6 separate regions of the Mus musculus genome follow, and all the other regions are linked to region 6. Evidence: chromatin contacts called from public Hi-C, HiCAR-type, HiChIP or PLAC-seq and promoter capture Hi-C data. All regions are on one chromosome and are shown on one strand. Each heading gives the region's core, a stretch centred on a gene start, on an enhancer-like site or on the middle of the called end of the contact. The rest is flanking DNA. Distances are from core to core; before and after follow the strand shown.

Evidence for each region. Hi-C and Micro-C count contacts between places; a contact is called where the count stands out from the background. HiCAR-type assays count read pairs that join an accessible place to other places. HiChIP or PLAC-seq counts read pairs in DNA pulled down with a chosen protein or histone mark. Capture Hi-C pulls out chosen DNA fragments and counts their contacts.
Region 1: a Hi-C map of liver shows a contact between it and region 6, with 2.6 times the contacts expected there. The contact joins the enhancer-like site here to the promoter of Dip2c in region 6. A contact is called at or near these places in 1 of 39 promoter capture datasets (hippocampal neurons), 3 of 484 Hi-C or Micro-C datasets (cortical neurons and liver) and 8 of 115 datasets of contacts at active chromatin or transcription factors (SST interneurons, VIP interneurons, embryonic basal ganglia and 5 more).
Region 2: a contact with region 6 is called in an H3K27ac HiChIP or PLAC-seq map of heart atrium, with 4 times the contacts expected there. The contact joins the enhancer-like site here to the promoter of Dip2c in region 6. A contact is called at or near these places in 1 of 39 promoter capture datasets (hippocampal neurons), 1 of 15 datasets of contacts at CTCF or cohesin (large pre-B cells) and 7 of 115 datasets of contacts at active chromatin or transcription factors (astrocytes, embryonic forebrain, extraembryonic endoderm stem cells and 4 more).
Region 3: an H3K27ac HiChIP or PLAC-seq map of embryonic stem cells shows a contact between it and region 6, with 6 times the contacts expected there. The contact joins the enhancer-like site here to the promoter of Dip2c in region 6. A contact is called at or near these places in 6 of 39 promoter capture datasets (the 3T3-L1 cell line, the C10 cell line, embryonic stem cells and 3 more), 7 of 484 Hi-C or Micro-C datasets (adipose-derived mesenchymal stem cells, cerebral cortex, cortical neurons and 4 more), 10 of 115 datasets of contacts at active chromatin or transcription factors (VIP interneurons, astrocytes, embryonic basal ganglia and 6 more) and 1 of 9 other capture datasets (embryonic stem cells).
Region 4: a promoter capture Hi-C map of liver shows a contact between it and region 6. The contact joins the promoter of Wdr37 here to the promoter of Dip2c in region 6. A contact is called at or near these places in 2 of 39 promoter capture datasets (liver and pre-B cells), 1 of 484 Hi-C or Micro-C datasets (LSK cells), 2 of 115 datasets of contacts at active chromatin or transcription factors (bone marrow-derived dendritic cells and bone marrow-derived macrophages) and 3 of 9 other capture datasets (adipose tissue, liver and macrophages).
Region 5: a HiCAR-type map of PVALB interneurons shows a contact between it and region 6, with 6 times the contacts expected there. The contact joins the enhancer-like site here to the promoter of Dip2c in region 6. A contact is called at or near these places in 1 of 39 promoter capture datasets (hippocampal neurons), 9 of 115 datasets of contacts at active chromatin or transcription factors (PVALB interneurons, SST interneurons, embryonic basal ganglia and 6 more) and 1 of 9 other capture datasets (pancreatic islet).

The regions. Positions count from the first base shown.
Region 1 is chr13:9,545,861-9,549,475 of GRCm38.p6, reverse strand. The region is part of intron 5 of Dip2c (disco interacting protein 2 homolog C); the gene reads right to left. Among named protein-coding and RNA genes, the nearest start is that of Gm36423, 130 kb to the left of the region's middle. Within about 2 kb of position 1,520, at least 29 of the 459 cell types and tissues checked have an H3K27ac peak or open chromatin away from gene starts, as enhancers often do. A contact at or near this core is called in liver, where this site is marked.
Region 2 is chr13:9,567,360-9,571,353 of GRCm38.p6, reverse strand. It overlaps Dip2c (disco interacting protein 2 homolog C), which reads right to left. Exons shown (of 37, transcript NM_001081426.2): 11 at 3,400-3,523; 12 at 2,944-3,053; 13 at 2,661-2,763; 14 at 240-304. Among named protein-coding and RNA genes, the nearest start is that of Gm36423, 110 kb to the left of the region's middle. Within about 2 kb of position 2,258, at least 7 of the 459 cell types and tissues checked have an H3K27ac peak or open chromatin away from gene starts, as enhancers often do. A contact at or near this core is called in heart atrium, where this site is marked.
Region 3 is chr13:9,631,091-9,635,041 of GRCm38.p6, reverse strand. Dip2c (disco interacting protein 2 homolog C) reads right to left here. Exons shown (of 37, transcript NM_001081426.2): 30 at 152-320. Among named protein-coding and RNA genes, the nearest start is that of Gm36423, 41 kb to the left of the region's middle. Within about 2 kb of position 2,156, at least 2 of the 459 cell types and tissues checked have an H3K27ac peak or open chromatin away from gene starts, as enhancers often do. A contact at or near this core is called in embryonic stem cells, where this site is marked.
Region 4 is chr13:8,869,592-8,873,483 of GRCm38.p6, reverse strand. Wdr37 (WD repeat domain 37) reads left to right here and starts at 2,440. Exons shown (of 14, transcript NM_172445.3): 1 at 2,440-2,614.
Region 5 is chr13:9,590,764-9,594,650 of GRCm38.p6, reverse strand. The region is part of intron 17 of Dip2c (disco interacting protein 2 homolog C); the gene reads right to left. Among named protein-coding and RNA genes, the nearest start is that of Gm36423, 82 kb to the left of the region's middle. Within about 2 kb of position 1,845, at least 2 of the 459 cell types and tissues checked have an H3K27ac peak or open chromatin away from gene starts, as enhancers often do. A contact at or near this core is called in PVALB interneurons, where this site is marked.
Region 6 is chr13:9,274,543-9,278,145 of GRCm38.p6, reverse strand. It overlaps Dip2c (disco interacting protein 2 homolog C), which reads right to left and starts at 1,621. Exons shown (of 37, transcript NM_001081426.2): 1 at 1,080-1,621. The coding sequence starts at 1,164.

The DNA of each region.
Region 1 (3,615 bases), core at 271-2,770, 270 kb before region 6:
GAAACATCATGAAATAGTTAACTACTTTAATTAAAACACAAATAGTCTTAAATAATTATTCAAAAAAGCTTATAATCTAATGTTTATTAAGTGTCACGCCATGGCTATCTTTTTTAAAGTCAGTATTGCTGTGATAAAATACTGTAACCAAACAAACTTGGGGAAGAAGGGGATTATCTGGCTTATACTTCTACAGCATTGTTCATTATCAAAGATATTCAGGGCTGCTACTTAAACAGGGAAGAAACTTGAAGGCAGGAGCTGATGCAGAAACCAATGGAGGGGTGCTGCTTACTGGCTTGCATCCCATGGTTTCTTCAGCCTTTTTTATAGAACCCAGGACCACATGTCCAAGGACAGCACCATTCACAATGGGCAGGGCTCTCCCTCATTAATCACTAATTAACTAAATGCTCTACATACAGGCTTGCCTACAGCCTGATCTTATGTAGGCATTTTCTTAACTGAGGTTCCCTCCTCTCAGATGTCTTTAGCTTTTTATCAAGTTGGCATAGAACTATTCAGTACAAATGGTCAAGGAACAGGGCAAACTTCCCCTATAGTATTCAGAGTCAAGCTCCTCAATGGTTAAATAGCATTAGAACAGTTTTTATAATTATTAGAGCATTAAAACCATGTCCAAGGGATGATCAATGAATTAGACATATGTAAATTCTAATAATGCATATCAGAATGCTAATTTTGATTCACTAATGCATGTTATGTGGAAACTTTGGATTGTTTCCTTTATATTACTCCATGTTAGAAGCCACCCTGTTAGACCCTAGGCACAAAAGTGCACAAGAGTTTTGGGGTTATGCATATATTCATAGATGACAGAAAACCTTCCACTGACTTGAGGGTATTACAAATAAATTTTGTCTTATACTACCTGAAGGTGGCTGTCTTGGTCGCTGTTCTATTGCTGTGAAGAGACACCATGACCAAGGCAATTTTTTTAAAGATAAGATTTATTTATTTTATGTGTATGAGTATACTGTAGCTGTCTTCAGACACAGCAGAAGAAGGTATCGGATCGCATTACAGGTGGTTGTTAGCTACCATATGGTTGCTGGGAATTAAACTCAGCACCTCCAGTGCTCTTAATGACTGAGCCATGTCTTCAGCCCCTACCAAGGCAACTCTTATAAAAGAAAAATGTAATTGGAGGCTTGCTTACAGTTCCAAACTTAAGTCCATTATCATCACAGCAGGAGCACAGCAGCAGGCACAGCAGCAGGGTGCTAAGAGCAGTAGTTGAGAGCCACATCTCTATCTGCTGGCAGGCAGAGTGCACCTGGGCCCAGCATTGGCTTTTAAAACCTCAAAACCCACCACACCTCTGTAGTGTATTTCCTCCAACAAGGCCACATCTTCTAACCCTTTCAAACAGTGCCTGCCACTCTCTAATGACTACGCAGTCAACCTATAGAGGCCATTTTTACTTGAACCACCACAGTGACATTCATTGGCCTCTTTAATCTTACACTCTTCTTTGGCCTCTTTAACTGTAGTCTCCCCTCCCCCAGCCTGAAACCTGCTTGCTCAGGGGTGGAGCTTTCCGCTCAATCGTTCTGCCACACCCACTGCTGGAACCTGCCGCTTTGCTGTTTGGAGCCACACACGTGGTCACCCTGCTACTGGATCCCGAGATTATTTGGCAGGAATCGGGCCCCCTCCCACTTCCTTCATAACTGAGTGTCAGAACAGTAAAATTGAGCTTTGATCAGAATGCCTGTCTTAGCTACATTTCTTTCTCTCGCCGCCTAGTCCCTCTTCTCTTCCAGGTTTCCAAAATGCCTTTCCAGGCTAGAACCCAGGCTGTGATCTGCTGGCCGGACACAACATTTAACCTTACACTCAGCTTCTGTTTCATGGACATTTCCATCAACAGAAGCACAAATACTCCTCATAGGAAAACATGGCAATCAAACAGGCTGTAAAAAGCACTTTTATAATCAGAGAACTAAAGCAAGAAGATGAAAGCCACCCTGTTAGACCCTAGGCACAAAAGTGCACAAGAATTTTGGGGTTCTGCATATGTTCATAGATGACAGAAAACCTTCCACTGACTTGAGGGTATTACAAATAAATTTTGTCTAGTAAGCAAATACACAAATATCAAGCATGTGAATAATGACTGAATTCCTACAGAAATTTCCTTGCATGTACTATACAAGTGTCTTGGATAAAGATTGGTGGTTGGGATGGAGTAGTCTACCTTTCTGAGGAGGCTTCAAATGGACAACCCTGGGTGACCAACCCATCTGATCCACCAAAGCCACCCTGGGAGCCTCTGGTTCCAAATACTTGGACAAGTGGTTTGAAGAATATTCACAGGACTGAACCATATGGGTCCAAGTTCTGTAATGAACCTCCCATATCTTTGGTTCCTATTTTATAAATGACGGTGACACCTGTCTTACACTTACCTCATAATGGCAGTGAGGGAAATACACACACACTAGCGCTCCATTTCACCCACATTGCGTGCACACGTTACTGAAGGCGAGATTCTTCACTAGCATGTCATTCTATGATGCACACAGGCATCAACAGCCCATTAGAGTCAGTCAGTGTGTGAGGCTTGAGTCACTGGATGTTTTGTAGACTCAAAGGTGGCAACAGACTCCTAAAAAGGCCATTTGCCATGTTCTTTCCTAAGAATATCATGCTATTTCTTGGTCTGAATTCTCAGCCTGCAACTCAACTCTCAGTACATCAGAATGTGACTGTATATTTAGGGCCAGGTACTTTGCAGATGGTCACCAAAACAAATGAACAAACAAAAACAAAGCTAGTGGAATGGACCCTAACCCACTATATTTGATGACCTTATCAGAAAGAGGAATCCGGCCAGAAAGATGGCTCAGTAAATTACTGAGCAAGTCTGATGACATCAGTTTCATCCCAGGAGCCCACAAAATGAAGAGAGACAACAGAGTTCCAAAAGTTGTCTTCTGATCTCCACATGTGTCCCATGGTGCACATGTTCTCTCAACATGCATACCCAAACCAACCAACAAACAAGCAATCAACTAGGTAAAGAATTTTTAAAGAAAGAAGGAAGACTCGAGGTACAGACATAGATGGAGAAAAGACCATGTAATCCATGGGGATTACAAAAGACATGGCTCCCTCTGAGCTAGAAGAGAGGCCTCTAGACCTCAACACTGCTTGTACCTGCACATCTCTAACTTCTAGGCCCCAGAGCTGAGGGATCAAATCTCCCTGATCAAGTCTCACAGTCCATGGCATTTTACTGTGACCACCAGATAAACAGTTCCACATCCTTATGAGCAATTTCTGAGATCCTAGCGTCAGGAAGGTGTGCCTTTGCCAGAAATAGTCATGGGAGTACTAGAGGAAGGAGCAGGAGGAAGGACAGCCACCTAGTTACTCCTATGAGGAGAAGTAGGAAAAGGGAAGCATCCAAGTTTCCTCTTCATCTTCTACAACTTTGTATTTAACCTTGTCACACCCCATCTGTGCTTCTGCCAAATAGGCTCTCATTCATGTTTCCAAATGATCTAATTCTCTAGAACTCCACTACCTCATGGCCAACTGCAAAACAAACAAACAAACAAACAAACAAACACCCCACAATGCATGCTA
Region 2 (3,994 bases), core at 1,009-3,508, 290 kb before region 6:
ATGTATGGACCTTAAAAGGGTTATTATTATAGCTGAGTATATTATATAATATTATAGCTGAATATATGGTCAAGATTCAAAACAGTTTTTCTGAGACCAGCTGTCTTTATTGAACTTTTGCAGTAAGCTGGACAATATGACTCCTAACACAAGATTTGTTTATACTGTGGGAAGGCCCTTCCCAGAAGTTAGACACACTCGCATAAAAGATGAATGAGGCATAAAGGGAGTTTACTTACTGTCAATATGCCATGCCAGAGCCCCACATCTTTCTTGAAGTCTAGAACATTCACAATGGTTTCAGCTGTATGAGAGAAACAATTACAAGTTTTACTTGACATGATCAAGCAGCCTGAGTGGTACACCAAGGAAAACCCTCTACCTGAGGGGTCATCCTAAATCTTAGAAGAATACCATACTACTCTGTCTTCACAGAACCCTACAGTCAACTTACAGACCACTAAGAAGCACTAGCCAGGCTGGAGAGTATTTCCAGGATAATATTTGGGCATGTAAGTGAACATCAACAACTGCCCACATATCACCACTGAAAAATATCTGACCATATCAGACACAGTGGTACAGGTCTGTGAATCCGACCTTGGGAGGCTGAGAGAGGATAATCACAACTTTGAAGCCAAGGCTGGACCACACAACTAACTCAAAGCTAGCTTGCGCATATAGTAAAGACTTCTAGAACACTGTCACTTAACAACACTCCCACCCAACACGATATTACCTTCCTATTTATTTCCTGTTTTCCTGAGATTCTCTTATAATTTCTTCTCTGAGACCTTGTTCTGCTAACAGGGAAGCATGGAGGGAGAATTATTGGCAGTGCACAGACTTGTTTTGTCTTAAGAGAACTCTGTAGGGTGGTGGGGGTGGAATAATAAAGAAGGAAAGACATAGCTTCACAGGGATGGTATAATATTGAAGCAGTATAGGGATGGACATTCCAAAGGAATAGAAAGAGCAGGGGGAAATGTGAGGAAGGTGTGGCGGCAGTCCCAAAGGCGCCAGGGACTGCAGCTAAGTCATATGACTTTCACCTGACTTCCTCACAGGGAAAAGCTGTGAAAATATGTTGTCAAAAATAACTATTTCCGGGGCTGGTGGATGGTTCAGTGGTTAAGAGTGTCGACTGCTCTTCCAAAAAGGTCCTGAGTTCAAATCCCAGCAGCCACATGGTGGCTCACAACCATCCGTAACAAATTCTGATGCCCTCTTCTGGAGTGTCTGAAGACAGCTACAGTGTACTTACATATAATAAATAAATAAATATTTTAAAAAACAATAATTATTATTTCCTAAGACCAAATCAGTGATGCTAGATGCCCCAGAACTGAGGGTTTGACCTTCATTTGACCTTGCTCTTATCAAACCGATTCAATGGGCATTTCAGTCACCTATACATAGGCTCCTGGCCACTTCTCAGTGTCCTAGAAATTTATCAGTGCTAGGTCTCATGGTCTCTTCATTCTGTCTGTCAATATTTACCAAAGGTTTAAGCATTCTATTTCCTACTCTTCTACCAGAGAATAAAATGGAGGTGGAGCAGGGAGACTAATTCAAAATATAGATATCCAAAGAAAATATTCTAGATTCCTTTTTATAAACTAATTTAAAGAAATTATTTTATATTCATGTATGTATTTAATTTGCTTCTGATACCTAAAAGGTGACAGCCGTGGATCTTGAACGCATGTATAGGTCAGGACACACAAGTCACTGTTCTAACAAAATCATAGTGGTGTTTAGAGGCCATGTTTCTCCAAGTGTTAGATGGCATAAATGTTAATAGAACATGTCTAGGAAAAAGGGAAAAGATGAGGAGACCCTTGAACATGAACAGCAGGAAACAGGAAGCCACTCACAAGTAGAGCTAGGGACTATTAGCGTCTTCAGGTCCCAGAGTCTGCTGTTGGTATAGGTTTGTGAGCTGTGGATATGCCCGCCCTGGACAGGCAGTTGGGGATTGCTTTGGCTTTTCCTTCTCTGTGTCCACTCAAATCCATTACCACGGTTGCTGCCACCCACTCTACCTCTACACTTCTCAAAATTGAAGAAAACACACCAGGAAAAACAACAGACCGCCAATAAAGCTTGAAAACCCTATTCTCAGAATTTCTTATTCAATTGTGAAGAGTGGGCTACAACACGGCATTTAAGAGAAAGAGCTTCTAAAGACAGAGAGCCATGCGCAGGTGGGGATTAGCACGTGTGCCAGCTGTGAGATGAGTCACCCATTTCCAAATCTGTGTGGTAAAGTGCTAACACCTCTTCTGGGGCCGAGCCTTCAAGGATGTGATAAATATTAGATGAGGCCATGGGCAGGGCTCCAGGGTGCACAATGAAAAGTGTCACATGAGGACACAGTAAGAGCTAGTTATATGGAAGGATGGTGGAGCCCCACTGCCAACATTCTCACTGTGGACTTCCAGCTGCAGTCCCTGTGCCTACGTTTCACCAGTTCAGGCTGAAGCACTAAGCACTGCTTAGTAAGGTCACACACTGATGGATGGCAATGGGCACAAACTGAATGCTACTTTGATAGGTCCCAGTAGGAACCACACACAGGCTGGTTTGCCATCAGGCATCCCTGGTTAATGGGGCATCTCCAAAAACCGAGATCCAACGAGTCTCAGGGCCATCCACACCTTCTGTATAGCCGCAGGCCTGTGTGAGTGCCTGACAGTGTGTCAGCAGCGCTATCCTCGTCACGGTCACACCAAGAACACTTCCATCTTTACACGTCTTATACTGAAACGAGACAGAAAATATGGAAAGGTGTTTGGATAAATAAATTTCTGGTCCCCACTCAATAGCTTCTAGTTATTGAGACAGTGTGAGTTCTAGCCACACTGCAACTAGTATAATGAGGTGAAATCACATCTTTTTCAGTAATACACTCCCAGCCTCTGTGGAAGGCATCCACCTTACCTCAATATAAGCTGTGTCATTATTTGCATCTTTGATGTGTGGAAACCAATCCCGAGGAGGTTTAGAGAGGTGTTTTGATTCTGTGACAAACCATAGCAGCTTTGGCCAACCTAGGAAATAAGTCATAAATTTCATTTAAGTAAATGGGACCCTTAAAATGAGTCTGTAGAATTTCTTCATCCTTTACTTCACAGCTTGGTTTCAAGCACTTCAGTCTACATGTAATCTCTGGCATTCCCATATGTAAAATTGACAGTACCACTAAGAATGTTTGAGACACCAGCAGCCATATCATGTTACTCCCATAGATTATGAGTTACCTGTATTATCAGAAATGATGACAAATCAGAAAAGTTCTGTCCTGACTCAATAGGACAGTTCTGAACAAGTGAAGGGCCAGTCTGTAAACTGAAAGATCTACATAGGAAGCAAGTTCTTGGGGGTTCTGTGGCATACCTTTGAACTGTGGGATCTCTCCTGTTGGGCTTTTTGGCAGTCCTTTGTGACAGGCATCACTAGTCAAGGCAACAGTTACTCCACAGCTTCCAAGCAAGAAACCTATCTGTTGGCTCCCTGCATCCTGAAAGGTGACCAAGGAAAGTTAAAAATCTAAGACAAAACTTTACTCATACCCAAAGCACTGCCTCATCTTGGGTATGTGGAAATTAACTGCCCTATCCATGACCCTTCTCCCACAACGCTCTGTGTGTGTGTGTGTGTGTGTGTGTGTGTGAAAATGGTCAAAATATATAAAATTTTAAAAACAAAGACAATGATCCTAAGATTTCATTATTGTGGAGAGAAATTATCAATCATAGGAATACCTCACAATCTGGTTTCACACTTTCAAAGGCTGGTTATAGAGATGTCGCACCTGATAGATAGGGTACAGAACCAAGAGGGATGTTTACTCAGAGTAATGACAACCAGGGTCACCTTTCCCATCTGGCATACATCACGAATCAATGGAGTAACCAACACATACTAAAATGTGCTGTGGTTACAGGGTGATAACTCTAGAGACGGAAAGCCTAGGAAAACACCAAGCTGC
Region 3 (3,951 bases), core at 907-3,406, 360 kb before region 6:
CTTAACTTCTTCTAAATCAATCTGCAAGCAGATCACACGTCAGCTCTTTGGAAGGAATATGCTGCCTCATCAAGTGTGCGAGTGTCCTTTCTCAAGACTAGAGTGGCCTGGAGTTCTGGTGAGCATTGAGGCCATAAGAGAGGCTGTTTACCTTGAGGGACTCAGTTTGTGAGCCCAGCCCTTTCGTGCAAAGCTCCATCACCGAATAGGAACAGAAGGTATCCCGGACTTTGTATTGACTCACAGCAAGAAGCCACAAGGCAGGATTGGTCTCCAGCTCAGAGGGTGGGATCAGAATGGACTGGTGTCCTGAGTATACACTGCAGAGACAAGACAGGCCATCAAGGCTGGAACCCAGGGCAGATGGGAAAGAGACAGTAACATTCACCCTGAAAAACAGGAACACTTCAGAAACTTTAAATTTTTTTTACATTTTATTTCCATTTTTCAGCTGCTTCACTTTGCTATGTGATTATATCAGAATGTGCCAGATATTTCTCTTCATCATTACACTGATAACATTACAAATGCCTATTAATTAGACTTGCATGTACTTTTTAAAATTTTTTCATTGTTATTAGATATTTTCTTTATTTACATTTCAAATGTTATCCCCTTTCCTAGTTTCCCCTCCGAAAATCCCCTATCCCCTCCCCCCTGCTCCCCAACCCTCCCACTCCCATTCCTGGCCCTGGCATTCCCCTATACTGGGGCATAGAACCTTCACAGGACCTAGGGCCTCTCCTCCCATAGATGACCAACTAGGCCATCCTCTGCTACATATACAGCTAGAGCCACAAGTTCCACCATGTGTTTTCTTTGATTGGTGGTTTAGTTCCAAGGAGCTCTGGGGTCCTGGTTAGTTCATATTGATGACAAGAAACTTTTATATGTAAGATAAATAGAAAATCCAGATACAAAAATATTAAGAAAATCACATAGGAAGAAAATTAGGAGAGCCAAAAGAAGTCAGACACTTGACCTTCTGAGTGTGTCAATCTGTACTGTTTTACATCCAAATCACCACACAACAGCACTTTTAAAAATACTTTAAAGAATAAGATAACAAATTTTAATTCAAAAGTATTTGTTCAAACCACCAGTTTTAAAAATTCATTTATTTATTCACTTTACAACCCATTATCAGACCTTTCTCTCCTCCCAGTACCCCTCACACAAGTCCTACCCCACCCTTCATTCCACTTTCCCCTTCTCTTTTGAGGAGGGGAAGTACTTCTCATACCCCATTCCCACACATCAACTGAGACCAGACAGGGCACAAACTGCTATTTTTAATGCTTGCTTATCATTGTGAATTAGCAGTACTTGATCATATTTATTATAATAAAAGATGTCAGATAAATATTGTGAGATTTAAAGATATATTTTACTTATATGAAAATTGATAGATGAAACCCACATCATTGCTGTGCTGTAGCTGTGTACCTGTAATCTTCCTATCACAAGCCATTTCTCCTTTAATATGGTCAATCTCATTCAAAAAATTTCGAAACAAAAATTAAGAGAGCCCAGATGGCTCAAGAAATTTAAGAAAACTAAATGAGGGACTAGAGAGATGGCTCAGCCATTAAGAGAACTGTCTGCTGTTCCAGAGGTTCTGAGTTCAATTTCCAGCAACTTCATGGTAGCTCACAACCATCTATACTGGGATCCGATACCCTCTTCTGGCATGCAGATGTACATGCAGATAGAGCACTTATACATAAATCAATTTTAAGGAAAAAAAAAGACTAATGAGCCCACAAACTTATTTCGAACATGATTCTTCACGTAGAGAAGTATTGTAGAGGGAACACAGCAGAAGTGGTAGCAAATTTTCATCTCTCTCTCTCTATTTCAACATATCAAACTTTCAGTTATTTTTGTGAAGTGGAAATATAGCAAACCCCAACCTTTCATATAGCCTTTTTTTTTTAATTGGATATTGTCTTTATTTACATTTCAAATGTTATCCCCTTTCCCAGTTTCCCTCCCTCCCGGAAACCCCCTATCCCCCCCTTCTTCCCCCTGCTTCTAAAAGGATGTTCCTCCACCCACTCACCCACTCCTACCTCCTCACCCTCAGTTCCCCTACACTGGGGCATCTATTGATCCTTCATGGGAGCAAGGACCTCTCCTCTCATTGATGGGAGGCCATCCTCTGCTTACATATGCAGATAGAGCCATGTGTACTCCTTTGTTGATGGCTTAGTCCCTGGGAGCTCTTGGGGGACTGGTTGGTTGATATTGTTGTTCTTCTATGGAGTTGCAAACCCCCTTCCACTCCTTCAGTTCTTTCTCTAATTCCTCTATTGGGGACCCCACGCTCAGTCCAGTGGTTGGCTGTGAGCATCCACCTCTGTATTTGTAAGACTCTGGAAGGGCCTCTCAGGAGACAGCCAGATCAGGCTCCTTTCAGCATGCACTTCTTGGCATCCACAATGGTGTCTGGGATTGTTAACTGCATATGGGACGAATCCCCAGTGGGACAGTCTCTGGGTGGCCTTCCCTTCAGTCTCTGCTCTACACTTTTCTCCATGTGTGCTCCTGTGCACAGCCTTTTCAATGCAGTCAGTAATTTCAGAATGAGAAGACCAGGTACATTCAAAGAAAGAAAGCCAGACTTTATTATTATGCTGTAAACTTCTCTGTGATTTGATTTGCTCAAATGTTTGTGCAAATGTTTATAGTCAATATGTCATATTCAGTAAAAGCCCATGTAAATAATTCTTATATCCCGTACAAGGACATATTTTTACTAATTTGCCATTGGTATCTATTAAGGATCTTTTTTGTTGTTTGTTTGTTTTTGGTTTTGTGTTTGTTTTGTTTTGGTTTTGGTTTTTTTGAGACAGGGTTTCTCTGTGTAGCCCTGGCTGTTCTGGAACTCACTCTGTAGACCAGGCTGGCCTCGAACTCAGAAATCCACCTGCCTCTGCCTCCCGAGTGCTGGGATTAAAGGTGTATGCCACCACTGCCTGGCTTGTTGTTTGTTTGCTTGTTTGTTTGTTTGTTTTTGAGACAAGGTTTTGCTTTGTAGTTTAGGCTGGCCTTGAACTTGTGGCAGCCATTCTGTTAGAGCTGAAAAGTACTAGGTTACAGGTTTGAGTCATCATACCCATCTCTCCAGATCACTTTACAGCATTACACAGGTATATCTATGAAGCATAAGAGACATATACACTATTAAACAACTACCTGTTATAAGTTACTTTTTCCCCAATGGAATGTGAGCTTAGTTCAGTCCTTGAGAACAAACTTACACTCAGATGTTCTTTTATCCAGAACCTAAGCTTTTATACTATTTCCCACAAGCGTCCAAAGCTAACATAAGACGGGCTTCAAACAATCATTTTTTTTAAAGCATTTCCATATTACTCCCCAATTAACCCATTAAAAAACATACTTCAGATCTGACTGCAGCACAGCACTTGCCTTCTTAGCTCTAGAGATGCATTTAAGGGCTTTACCTATGCATTACCCTATCCTCATCAGACCCATGTACATTAAAAATCTAGTCTATGTTTAATTAAATGTATGTATGCACAGGTGCACATGAGTGTTGCAATGCCCGAGGAGGCCAGAGGCACTACATTTCTGTGGAATTGAATTACAGGCAGTTGTGATACCTGTTATAGATGCTGGAAAACAAAACTGGGTCCTCTACAAGTGCAGTACATATGCTCTTAACTACTGAGCCAATGCTCCAACCCTATGAACACGTTTTGAAGACTGGGTATTATTTCCAGAGCACACCACAGCTAAAATAGACATCCCATTCCTTTCTCTTCCTGCGTGAGAGGTTGAATGATGACCCCATCCTAGCCTTTTTCCTAGAAATGTGTAGCTTTTCTCATCATGCTCAGGGGAGTATGGCATTCCCACCTGGACTGATTTTACCTAAACAAGTGGGCTTGCTGTCACTTCAGTATGAGCTTACAGAGTCTGACT
Region 4 (3,892 bases), core at 1,191-3,690, 410 kb after region 6:
TGACACTGAAGAATGCTACTAATAAGCCAAGAAGTTATGATTATAGTACTTATGCTCTGTTATCTCAGTGCTCTGAAATTCCCTTTTACTACCTGCCACCCCTCTTACCTTACTCAGGACCAATCAGCTTAAAGTTAGCAGCTACTACTTTTGTCTAGTTAGGCAACATTTTGTGCTACTCCCCCACAACCCCCTTACCTTCTAAACCTTTGAATCTGTTTTTTCCTATAAAAAGCCTGCCCTAAAAACAGACTGGTACCACAAAATTAGGTTCCCGAATCCTTTTTGTGGTCCTGATTGATCAGTCTTGGAGTGTGTGTTCTACAAACCATTTTTGCTTACCTGAGATCTGTGTTCGTATGGTTTGTGATGCAATTTCTGAACCTCAACAACAGTCAATTGTAACCTGTGGGTGCTGGGAACTGAAACTGGGTCTTCTGCATGAATACTCAGTGCTCTTAACAGACAGCTACCTCTTAGGGTTTCCTTGCTGTGAAGAGACGCCAAGACCACAGCAATTCTTACAAAAGACATCTAACTGGAGCTGGTTACAGCTCTGAGGTTCAGTCCATTCTTGTCTTGGTAGGAAGAAGGGCAGCATGCAGGCAGACATGGTACTGCAGGAGGAGCTGAGAGTTCTACTTCTTGATCTGAAAGCAGTAGGAGACTGAGACTCACTTGCCAGACTTGACCTTCTGAGACCTTAAAGACTGCTCTCAGGCACACACTTCCTCCAGCAACATCCCACCTACTCCAGCAAGGCAACATCTCCTAATAATGCCACTCCCTCTAGGCCTATGGGGGCCATTTTATTAAAACCACCACGCTTTGTTTTTTTTTTTTTTTTGGTGGAACTCTAAATATACCAAAGATAAAATGTACTTCCATTAAAAGTATCTTAAGTGGCACCCAAATGTGGCTGCTTTGTTGCAAACTTAGTGGAATGCTACTTGGATATGGAACTATGCTTTACAGTACTTTCTGCTGGCTATCATTAACAGCAGAATGTCTTATGCATTCTTTGTTACTAGTTAAAATTTTCTTAAATAAATATCACAGCCTCCAAATTTGACAGTGATTTCTCTGAGAAGCCAAATCTTTTTTTTCTCAGTTCATATTTATAGACTGTTACTAGTGATAAGCTTTGTATACTATATTTTTTTTAAAAAAAGATTTATTTATTTATTTTATGTATACAAGTACACTCTAGCTGTACAGATGGTTGTGAACCACCATGTGGTTGCTGGGGTTTGAACTCAGTTTAAGAGCAGTCAGAGCTCTTAACCATTGAGCTATCTCTCCAGCCCCCTGAATATTATACTTGATACACAAGTAACCCACAATTTCTTGTACAGAATGTTTTGGTTATTCGAGTCTCCAAATACGATAAATTTATTTCTTCTCCAGCAAACATCTTGCATTACTGCTTCTTGAATCTGAACCTTCAGTTTTATCTTATAGGAAGAATGTTGACCCATATAGAAGGAAAATACTATCATGCTTTTACTGTAGGTGAGTTTTAAACATCTAGTTCAAGTTGCTCGCAGAGACAAGGCTGTTTATGTAACAGCTCCATTCTGCTATGTAGGTCTTCCCAACCCTGATTAACGGGGAAAAGCGGCTCAAGTCCCACCTTTTGCAGTGAACAGCTGATTCTATTTTCCCCTCTTAGCCAATGGTGATCAGATATTTCAGAAGGAAACTGGGTGAGTCATCTTCTGCAGATAAGCTGAAATATTAATAGTTCTATCTCTACCAGGCTCTCCTGCAGCCAGCTAGCAAGACTCCCACTGAGCCCTGCCTGAGGAGCCATTCCTAGCAGATCAGCCTGTAAAGCAGTTGGATTTGAGAGATTCTGAAAGCGATTACGTTAAATAGTACACTCGACTTTGCATTTTAATAGATTATTTTTCTTACCAGTTTTTGGGCTGTGCGAGTGTTTAGGACAGATGGACTTAAAACCTGCCTGACCGTGGACCCCTCACCGGAATCCCTGCAGTGGTAAGTACCCACGGTCCGGGAGGCTGTGTGTGCTTCTCCCTGTTACCGACGCTACAGGGTCTCGGGGAGCAATTCGTGCAAGGATCGCGTGTACCGTTAGTGTGTGGTGCAGAATTTGGGGTCTAGCAGTGCCTGTAAGCACCTTGGGAAAGCTCCTAACAGGGAAAGCGCTGAGCCTACTTGCGCCACCAGGGGACGCCATACTCGTTCTGCAGTCACTCGCTGGGTCTTGGCTCAGCGCGCTGCTAGGCCATAGTTTAGGTCTCCAGGACCCGGCGTCAAAGCCGAAAGCCAAAACAGGAGACTATCCCGCGGAACAAGCCTGTGGGACTGAGCGAAGGAGACCAGGAAAGAACTTCCGCAGCCGTTGGGCATGGGGCGGAGCTTCCGGTCTGTTTTTTTTTTTTTAAGGACCATCTCTGAGGGCGGGACTTCCGCAGTTACCGGAAGTACGGGCGCGCCAGTTCGGGTCGCCGGGTTGTGTCAGTGCGGGAATCGGCCGGTTTTTTTTCCTGCTCTGGGTCTGCCTCGGGAGCCTCGTCGCGGGGGGATCTACGAATTGAGTGCGACGTAGGCTGGTTCCAGGCGGACGCGAGTGCTGCTGCTGTGACAGGTGACGCCATCTTCTCAGCTGTCTGGCTTGGCATCCTTCTCGGGCGCTCGGGGGATGTCAGGTGTCCGGGTGGCGGTGGGGACGAGGCTTCGAGGTGGATGAAGGATACAGTCCTAATCCTGCGCACTCTCTCTGGCTCCCTGTGTACTCAAGTGGCGTCTACCTGGCTGTCTGTGTCCCGTGGGAAGCCCAGAGTTTTCGAAGATGGTGGCCTTCGATCCCGCAAAGACGGGGTATGGCCTCTGGGAAGGAGGAAGGGTGGGGGGCGGAGATGGGGTAAGCAGATGCTGAAGTGGTAAAACCCCGCCACGCCTTTGTTTCTCTTTCTGAAGACTTCCTTTTCTTCCCCGTACACTTCTATTTCCTAAGTTTTAAGGCATCATAATGGGCCAGTTTTACCAAAAAGTTGCATAAATATGCCATTTCACTTCGCGAGCAGACATAACCGAACGATTGATCAGGTTCTTAGAGGTTTTATCATCTAACTTGAACTCTTCGATGTTTCTTGTGCTTGAAGACGAGGACCGTTAGCTCTACACCACTCACTCTCTTGCCCGGATGTAGATTGCTAGGCAGTTTCTTTGAAGTTCAGATGGGTTTTCTTTACATTGCTTATTGTGGCCTACAAAGTATGCCATCAAAGCGGTACTGAAACCTTTTTACCTCTAAGCAGTACACCTGGTGATAATAAGCCTCCAGGATACTTCTCCCTTTTCTAAGAAATCTTCTATTATGCTACCTTCCTTGCTGTTTTGGTTACTTTGCCGATCACATTTTCAAGTGTTTGTAAATTCTCTTTGACACCTAAGCCACATACTTGAGCATAGTATATATAAATATAACCTGACCAAAGTAAGTAGAGGCCTTCTATTAGTGTTGCCCATAGGAGACGCAGAGCAGTGGCCAGTGGCCACATGAAATAACAGTGTGACCTTGATGTTTATGACAGCTACGTTTTTGCAGTGTATATCAAGCCTTCTTGCATAAATTTCTGGACACAGGACCTAAGTATGCTTCCTTTGGTTTTCTTACTCTGAGATGTTACTTCCTTTAGTATAGGTACGTTGGTCTGTTATCTTACTTTGCCCTTGATTTGAGGTAAAATCCTTGGGGTTGGGTATTTCCCCCAGCAGTGATACTAAGAGTTTTGTTAGTTGTCCTGTCCTGATTTATTCAAAGAAAGATATGCTTTCTAGATTTGAATTTCTTTTTTGGTTATTGAGAAAAAAATTCTTGGTGGTAGCTTATTTAATTACTGATGCCTGTCAGCTCAGTGCC
Region 5 (3,887 bases), core at 596-3,095, 320 kb before region 6:
CCCACGTATTTTTCTATTTCACAATTTGTCTAGAGAAAAAAAGGAGCATACAAAATATTATGGTGACTGTAGTAAAGAAGTAAGTTTTTAATACTGGGTGTTTCTGTTTGTTTTTCTTGCTATTACAGAATGCTATACAGACTGATCAACATGGCTAATAGAGGTTTGTTCAGCTTCTAGTTCTAGAGGTTTGGAAGAAATTGAAAAGGAGGTAGATGGCACTGCTAGGTACCATGTGCTATTCATTATAATGTGATAGAAGGACACACATGTCAAGTTAGAGCAAGCATGCTAACCTTCTACTTTTCTCGCTCTTCATATAACGTCATTATTGTCATCATGAGACAGTGATCTCAAGTAAATCTAACCATCCTCTAAAGGCCTCACCTCTACTCACCATCCACACACAGATCTGGGGACCAAGTTTCTCCCAAATCCCAAAATACAGAACTTAGTAAACAAATGAATCCTACAGGAAGCCAGAGCATAACTGTATGACTTCCTGATGTCACCTACCTACCTCTCATGAGATGGAAACTCATGTAAAGAGATGAGCGCATACAGATACACAGATGAGTTTATGGGTTCCTCTTGCTACTTCCTGTTCTTTAACAGCAACATGCCGTATCAATACTGTTCATTCTGCTTGGAGACTGCCTTTCTCTAAGAACACCAATCATATTAGTCATAGCCATCATCTGCCTCTAGCAACCACAGTGTAGGCGCACGGCCCTATGGCTGACTGTCAGCCTGCTCCACTTCCACAGCGCTTGCTCACCAGGGCCGCCTATGGCTCTTGGAAACATCTCTGCATTCTCTCCATCTAGCAACCAGGATACTAGAGGTGTCACCCATTATACACGACCTAGAACCTTCTAATATGGTCTTTTTTTTTTTTGTGCAAGAAGCATTCTGAATTATTTATAAGAAAAAAAATCACAGTAAGATACTCAACAGTTAGTAGACCATGGTCACCATCTCATGAGGTCTGAATCTTTGGAAAGAGTTGACTTTTCACATCTCCATAAATCTGACCCATGGGCATGTCCTCACTGGCACCCATGGTCCAGCCACGGGGCCAACTAAACAGCTTTCATATAACTCTCCCAGCTCCCTGATTTTTGAATCGTTCTCTCCCTCTCCCTTCCCCTTCCTTCTTTTTTAAATGGGAAAGAACCACAAAGTGATAGATGTACCAAAGGGCCAAACGAATCTGCCAAGAGTGCACAAATGCATCTGCAATTTTATCTTCACTGATTACCATAGATAATAATCAAGCATGTTTTAATTAAGTGGACTAAAAGCCAGGCACACAATCAGCTGTACTGATGTTTACTGGAAGTTCAATTTCTCTTTCATTACCAAGGCAGAATAAGCTGTCCCTGGAAGATTATTAAACATGGGACACAATTTGGTTAGATGACAACATAGAAGAAATATCAGTCCTAACCACTTCAAGCCAGAGTAATGAGTCCTCTGAAGTCCTTTCTCTAGAGCAGAACTGCAAAATCTAACAGTGAAATGCTTGCTTTCCTTTAAACATTTCAAGTATTATGCAAAATAGGCATGACTGTTTATTTGGACGGTCAACTTGATTGGATTATGAAACACTTTGGATAGTAGTAAGACACACCTTTGAGGATGTCCAAGAGGGCCTATCCTGAGAGGATCAACCTAAGAGAGAAGTTAAATAGAAGATTCTCCTTAAATGTAGACAGTACCATCCCATGGGCTGGAATCCCAGACTGAATAAAAAGGGACAAATGCAAGAGCAGAGCCGCATCATTGCCTGCCCTCTGCTTCCTGGTCTTTTGAGAAGTGAGCAAGCAGCTGCTTCATCAGAGAGCATCCTCAGATAGCATCATCAGACAGCATCATCAGACAGCTCACACCACTGTGATTTCCTACTATGATAAACCATGTCTCCTTAAATCATGAACCAACGTGAACAGCTCCTTTAGGTTGCTTCTTGTCAGGTATTTGATAACAATGAAAGCATTGCAAATAACTCACCATGAGCATTCTAACCCCTTCTACACTGTACTACTGTACGATGCTATTTAAGAAAGTCTCATTTTGTCTTTACACTAAAATCTTTAATGAAACTTTTCACAGCGCCATATACAATAGTTTCATAGGATAGATTGAAGCTCTCTTCTTCAACCTAATGATTTAGCCTCAGAACTCTCACACATGAAAAACTCATGTCAAGTCTTCAGAGAATGTTTGGAGAGGGTACGCCATCAGGACAAATGCAGTGAGATTTACTTGTGTCAGCTCATTTCCCCAAAACAGTACTCCATATCATCCTACCCATGCTTACATTAGCATGAAACATCAGCCAGAGGACACTTTTCTATGTTCATATATTATAGAAATAATCTACAGAAAATGTTACAATGAATGCCAAGTATGCATAACCACTGTCATCAAATATATTCAGGAACAGATTAAATAAAGAGTGAGAAGAAACACAGAATTTGAATTAAGATTCTACTCCTAACATCAGCCAACTTATGGAAACAACCTGGGAGTCTAACAAAAGAGAAACCATAAAGAAAATGTGGTATATATTCACAGTGGGATTGTTTTATGGCCATAAGAAAAGATAAAACTTAGGTTGGAAGAGCATTAGAGAAACTAGGATTTTCAGTCACGGATCTATTTTCATCGACAGAAGGAAATGACACCTAATCACCTGGAATACCAGAGTGAAAACTGGTCAGTCAACCTGGTTACTCTTTGCTTTTTACTAGGAGCCAGCCTCCAACAGAATCCCCCCAATACCCTGAGCATTGCTCAAGGCCCTAATCTTGCAGTTAATAAAACTCATACATCCCTATGAATGAGGCCCCAAGCACACTGCATCCTCCACGAATAGAATCTATCCTTATGCTCATCACGGATCCTTCGTCTGGGCCAAATATTCTCAATCTGTAGGTCATGACCCCTTTAGGGGTGACACAGCAGATATGTTACATATCAGATATTTTATACTATACTTTATAACAACAGTAGCAAAATTACAGTTATGAAGTAGCAACAAAATAGTTTTATAGTTGGGATCACCACAATATGAGGAACTCTATAAAGGATCCCAGCATTAGGAAAGTGGAAAACCATTGCTCTAGGCCCTAGACCTGATCTCTGTTTATCAGCCAATACAATTCATTCTATTGTAAAGGTCACAGGTCACAAGTTCTACTATGTTTACATGTGTAATAAACCATAAGGTCAGTCTCTGGAAAGCTACAGCCCAGGGCATGCAGAGATGGCACTGTCTTCAGTTTTATTCTTCACCTCTAGTGGATCGTCTCCCCCAGGCTGTGAGGCTTACAGGGTAGAAGAGGGGCGGGACAAGGGGTAGGGGAGCAGGGAGTGTATAAGGGGGTGTTCCCACAAGGTTGTTTGTAAGAAAAACAATGCAACTGGAGATGATCACATTAAGTATAGTTAGTCGTTCTCAAAAGGACAAGTAATGTATGTTTTCTCTTGTTTGTAGTTCCTAGATTTTATAGTCATATAAAGGAATGTTTGCATATATTGACTGAAAGGAGAAGTAATGTTTAGGGGAACAAAAGGCTTAATTGGAACAAGGAGGGTTGAAGAAAGGAGGATTGCAAGAACAGGGTGGGGCAGAAGATACTCAAGGTATGAAATATATCTTTAAGAAAATAAATACATTCAATGCTGAAAGGAGTTGTTATCTCTTGCAGTCAGTTGTCTCGGGAAGTCTAATCCCAGGAGCTAATTAAAAAGTTCATCTGCTTACAAAGCCAGCACTGGTTTAAGCACCATAACAATTAAGCAAGGAAGTGGCTGCTGTGGTAAGACTGAGGATGTGATCAGAGTACAAGGGAAGCACCAGCGAGCAGGCCTGGACTCAA
Region 6 (3,603 bases), core at 372-2,871:
GCTCCAAATATTAACTCAAGAGAGACGACAGGCCATTTCCACACCACTAAGCTGTAGTCTTCTCAATGAGTGGGATGACCGCTAAATATTTATTACTAGACACATTTTGGAACTTTAGTGGAGGAAAAAGGAAAAAAGAACCTACAAAACCCAAGCTGAAACTTATGACAGTTGAGCACATGATGTCCACCATGAAGAGCAAAGACGAAAGCGTATATAACACTCCGTGAAATCACAGCAGAGCAGCCGCAAAGTCTCAATGTCTCTATCCGGCACGATGGGAAGGAGGCATCCAACCTGGCCTGAGGGGGGAGGTTTTAGGGCTCTAACTCAACCAGCTCGTCACAAACACGCCGGAACAATAGTACTACTATCTTCCTCCCGCTGACAGGACCGTGTGCCTGCAGCCTCAGGGGGATCCAATCCCGAAGTCCACTGACAAGTTTCGCATTAAAATCAGGCCATTCAGAGGCCGTCCCCAAGCAGGGAGCGTGGAAGCATGTGCTGTGCTGGTGCTGGTGGTGCTGCTGGTGCATGTGGTGGTGGTGATGATGGTGGTGGTGGTGGTGGTGGTGGTGGTGGTGGTACTGCAGCTGCATCAAGGACGCAGCGCCTCTCCATTAGGGAAGAGCGCACATCCCCACCAAGGCCATTTCCCCCGCAGCCCTAAAGGTTGCTCCATCTTGCTTCGTAGCCGGGAGCCCCGGGCCCAGCCGCAGCGCGCAGGGGGCATCGCGGCTGCACCGTGCCAGTTGAGCCTGGAGGGCGGGGGCCGCGGCACGCACACGCGCGCGCGTGCACACACACACATACACACGCACACACACTACACACACACACACACACACACACACACACAAGCACGCGCGCACACAAGCACATGCACACACATGCACCCTCCCCGGGGCCACCACACGGGGCCCGGGCCAGGGTCAGGGCCGGGGCCCCGCCACCCCGAGGCCCGGCGCGCGCCCTCCCCGGAGTGACAGCACGGCCCGGCCCGCGGGGCCCCGAGCGCGCTCCAGAGAAGCGGTGTCCCGGCCCGGCCCGGGCGCGGGGCTAAGGGGGGTTGCTGTTACCTTCCGACAGCTCCAGCTCCAGCTCGGCCAGCCGGGCCCTCACCTCCAACGGGAGAGCCATGCCTTCCAGGCTGCGGTCCGCCATGCTCGCCGCAGACGCCTCCGCCCTGCCGGCCTCCTCTTTGTTCGCCGACGGAGGGCTCCTCAGCGGCCGCCACTCGAACCCGGAGGAGCCGCACTGAGGAGGCGGCGGCGGGCGGGCGGGAGCGGGAGGCCGGGCGGCGGCGGGCAGGCGCGCGGGGATTTTCTCCTTAGCCTCCTCAGCCTCGTCAGTCTCCTCAGCGCCTCCTCAGTCTCCTCAGCGCCTCGTCAGCCTCCTCAGCGTCTCCTCAGCGCCTCCTCAGTGCCTCGTCAGTCTCCTCAGCCTCCTCAGCGCGGCCCCGACCCTGGCGGTGGCCTCGCGCCCGGCTCTCTGCGCGCCTCCCCCAGCCGCGGGCTCCGGCCCCGCTCGGCCGGCACCGGATCACGGGCCCGCCCGCGGTCACGGCCACAGGGCTCTCGAGCTGCTCCGCGGCCGCCCTGCCCCGGCGGGAGCGAGCGCCGCTGCGCGCGCACCGGGCAACAAGAAGGCGCGCGCGGAGGGTGGGAGCGCGCGGACGTGCCACGGCGGCGCGCGCTCAGGGGGGCGGGGCCTCCAGCGAGTACTTCGAGAGCGCGCTCGTGGGACAGTGGTGCATTTGGCCTTAGGAGGGGGTCTTCCCAACCCTGAGGCTTAGTTAGGCTCCTCAAGACTCAAGGAGAAAAATAAAGAAGGCATTCGGAAGCACACCCTAGCCTGCTTGTTAAAACTTCAAATGTTCTGGATCATCGAGGGCTGATTTTTTTAAAATACTTTTAAGAGGAAAAAATAATTAAAAAAAAAAAACAAAACAGCATGAGACATAGATTGAGTCCTAGGTTTGAAGTTTAAAAGCATGGATCTAGAACAGACTACTATATGACCTTGAAACACACAATGTTTTGTCTAGACTTCATTTTTCCCATCCGTGGAAATAAATCAAGGTAGGTTGGGTCTGTCACACACTGTCCAGCCTAAGGAGTCTTCAGCAAGTGTCTTCTCCCTCACATCCTACAATATCATCCCCTGCTTTTCTTCTACCTCTTGTGAATTTTTTTCCCTTTGGTCATCGCCTGTGATGGTATCAATGTCTATTCTGAATGGCTGATACGGAGTCTGACTATTTGGGGGCATTCTCGCATGGCCAGCTGTCTCCAGAGTAATCTCACCTAGCTGCCCCTGAAGCCCCAAACACCACAAAACCAAAGTAAAAACAGCATCTCCTAACATTAAACATCCACCTGCTTCTTAAAGCATTTTATTAACTCTTTGAGAATCTCCTACAATGTATCCCTTAGCTCCTCCCAGAGTCATCCCCACCTCTCTACTATCCCAATTTTATGTCTATTATTATTATTATTATTATTATTCAATAACCTATGGACTCCAATTTGTTCTGCTCAAATATTTCAGGATGGCTGATCTCACAGGAGGCACATCCTTATGGAAAAAAATAATAAAAAACTGACTCTCCCTCCCCGAGAAGCCATCAACTGGCCATAGGGATAGGAGCTCATTAGCCCTTTGCTATGGCATGCTAGAATGTTAACTGCCTTCATCCTGTGCTGGCAACCATAGCTTCTGTGAGTTTGTGAGTCCAGAGGTATTGTCGTGTCCAGAAGACAGTTTTGTTCCCAGTTTTCCTCAACCTCTGACTATTACAATCTTTCTACTCCGTCTTCTGTGATGGTCTCTGAGCTTCGGGTGTGGGGTTATGATACAGACGCCCTATTTGTGACTGAGCACTCTACTGACATCTATTCTCTCCACTTTGATCAGTTGTGAGTTTCTGTGTCAACCACTACACAAAGAAATTCCTCTGATGAGGTCGGAAGTCTGCACTAGTCTGTGGGTAGAGAAATACAAATTTAGAGGGCAGTTTGATGCCTCGTCCCTTTAGCGGAGTAGTAATAGTAGGTTAGGTTCACTCCTACCTATGATCTCCCCAGCCAGATTTGCAGTACCAGGCATATGTTTCCTCCTGTGAGGCAGGTCTGAAATCCAATCAGACAGCAGTTGTGAAAGCATATGACCTTGATCTTCACACATAGTATTAATATCATTCAGGTTATTATTGCAGGGTTCATAGATGGTTAAAACTGTTAAACACACACATCCACAGCCTGCATAGCACCTTCCAGTACCAAGCAAGACAGCCAACAAAGAAGAAACTTACTGATTAGCATTGATGGATTCTGCCATGTCCTATGAATAATGTGTACGGTGCCTTCGGCCTTAGGGTCTTACCCATCACCCACCTGCTTTTATCAGCTACTAGTGTTTTCCTAATTATCTAGGCTAAAGTCACCCTGGCTTCTCTACCTTCCTTTATCTTCACACAACTTTTGCTTCTCAGTCCCCTCAAATGTATCCCACAAAAACACTGATGGTCTGCTTCCTTCCCATGCCTGCAAACACTGTTTCTAGTCCCCATGCTTCTTCCTGCCTGGAATATTCTAAAGACCA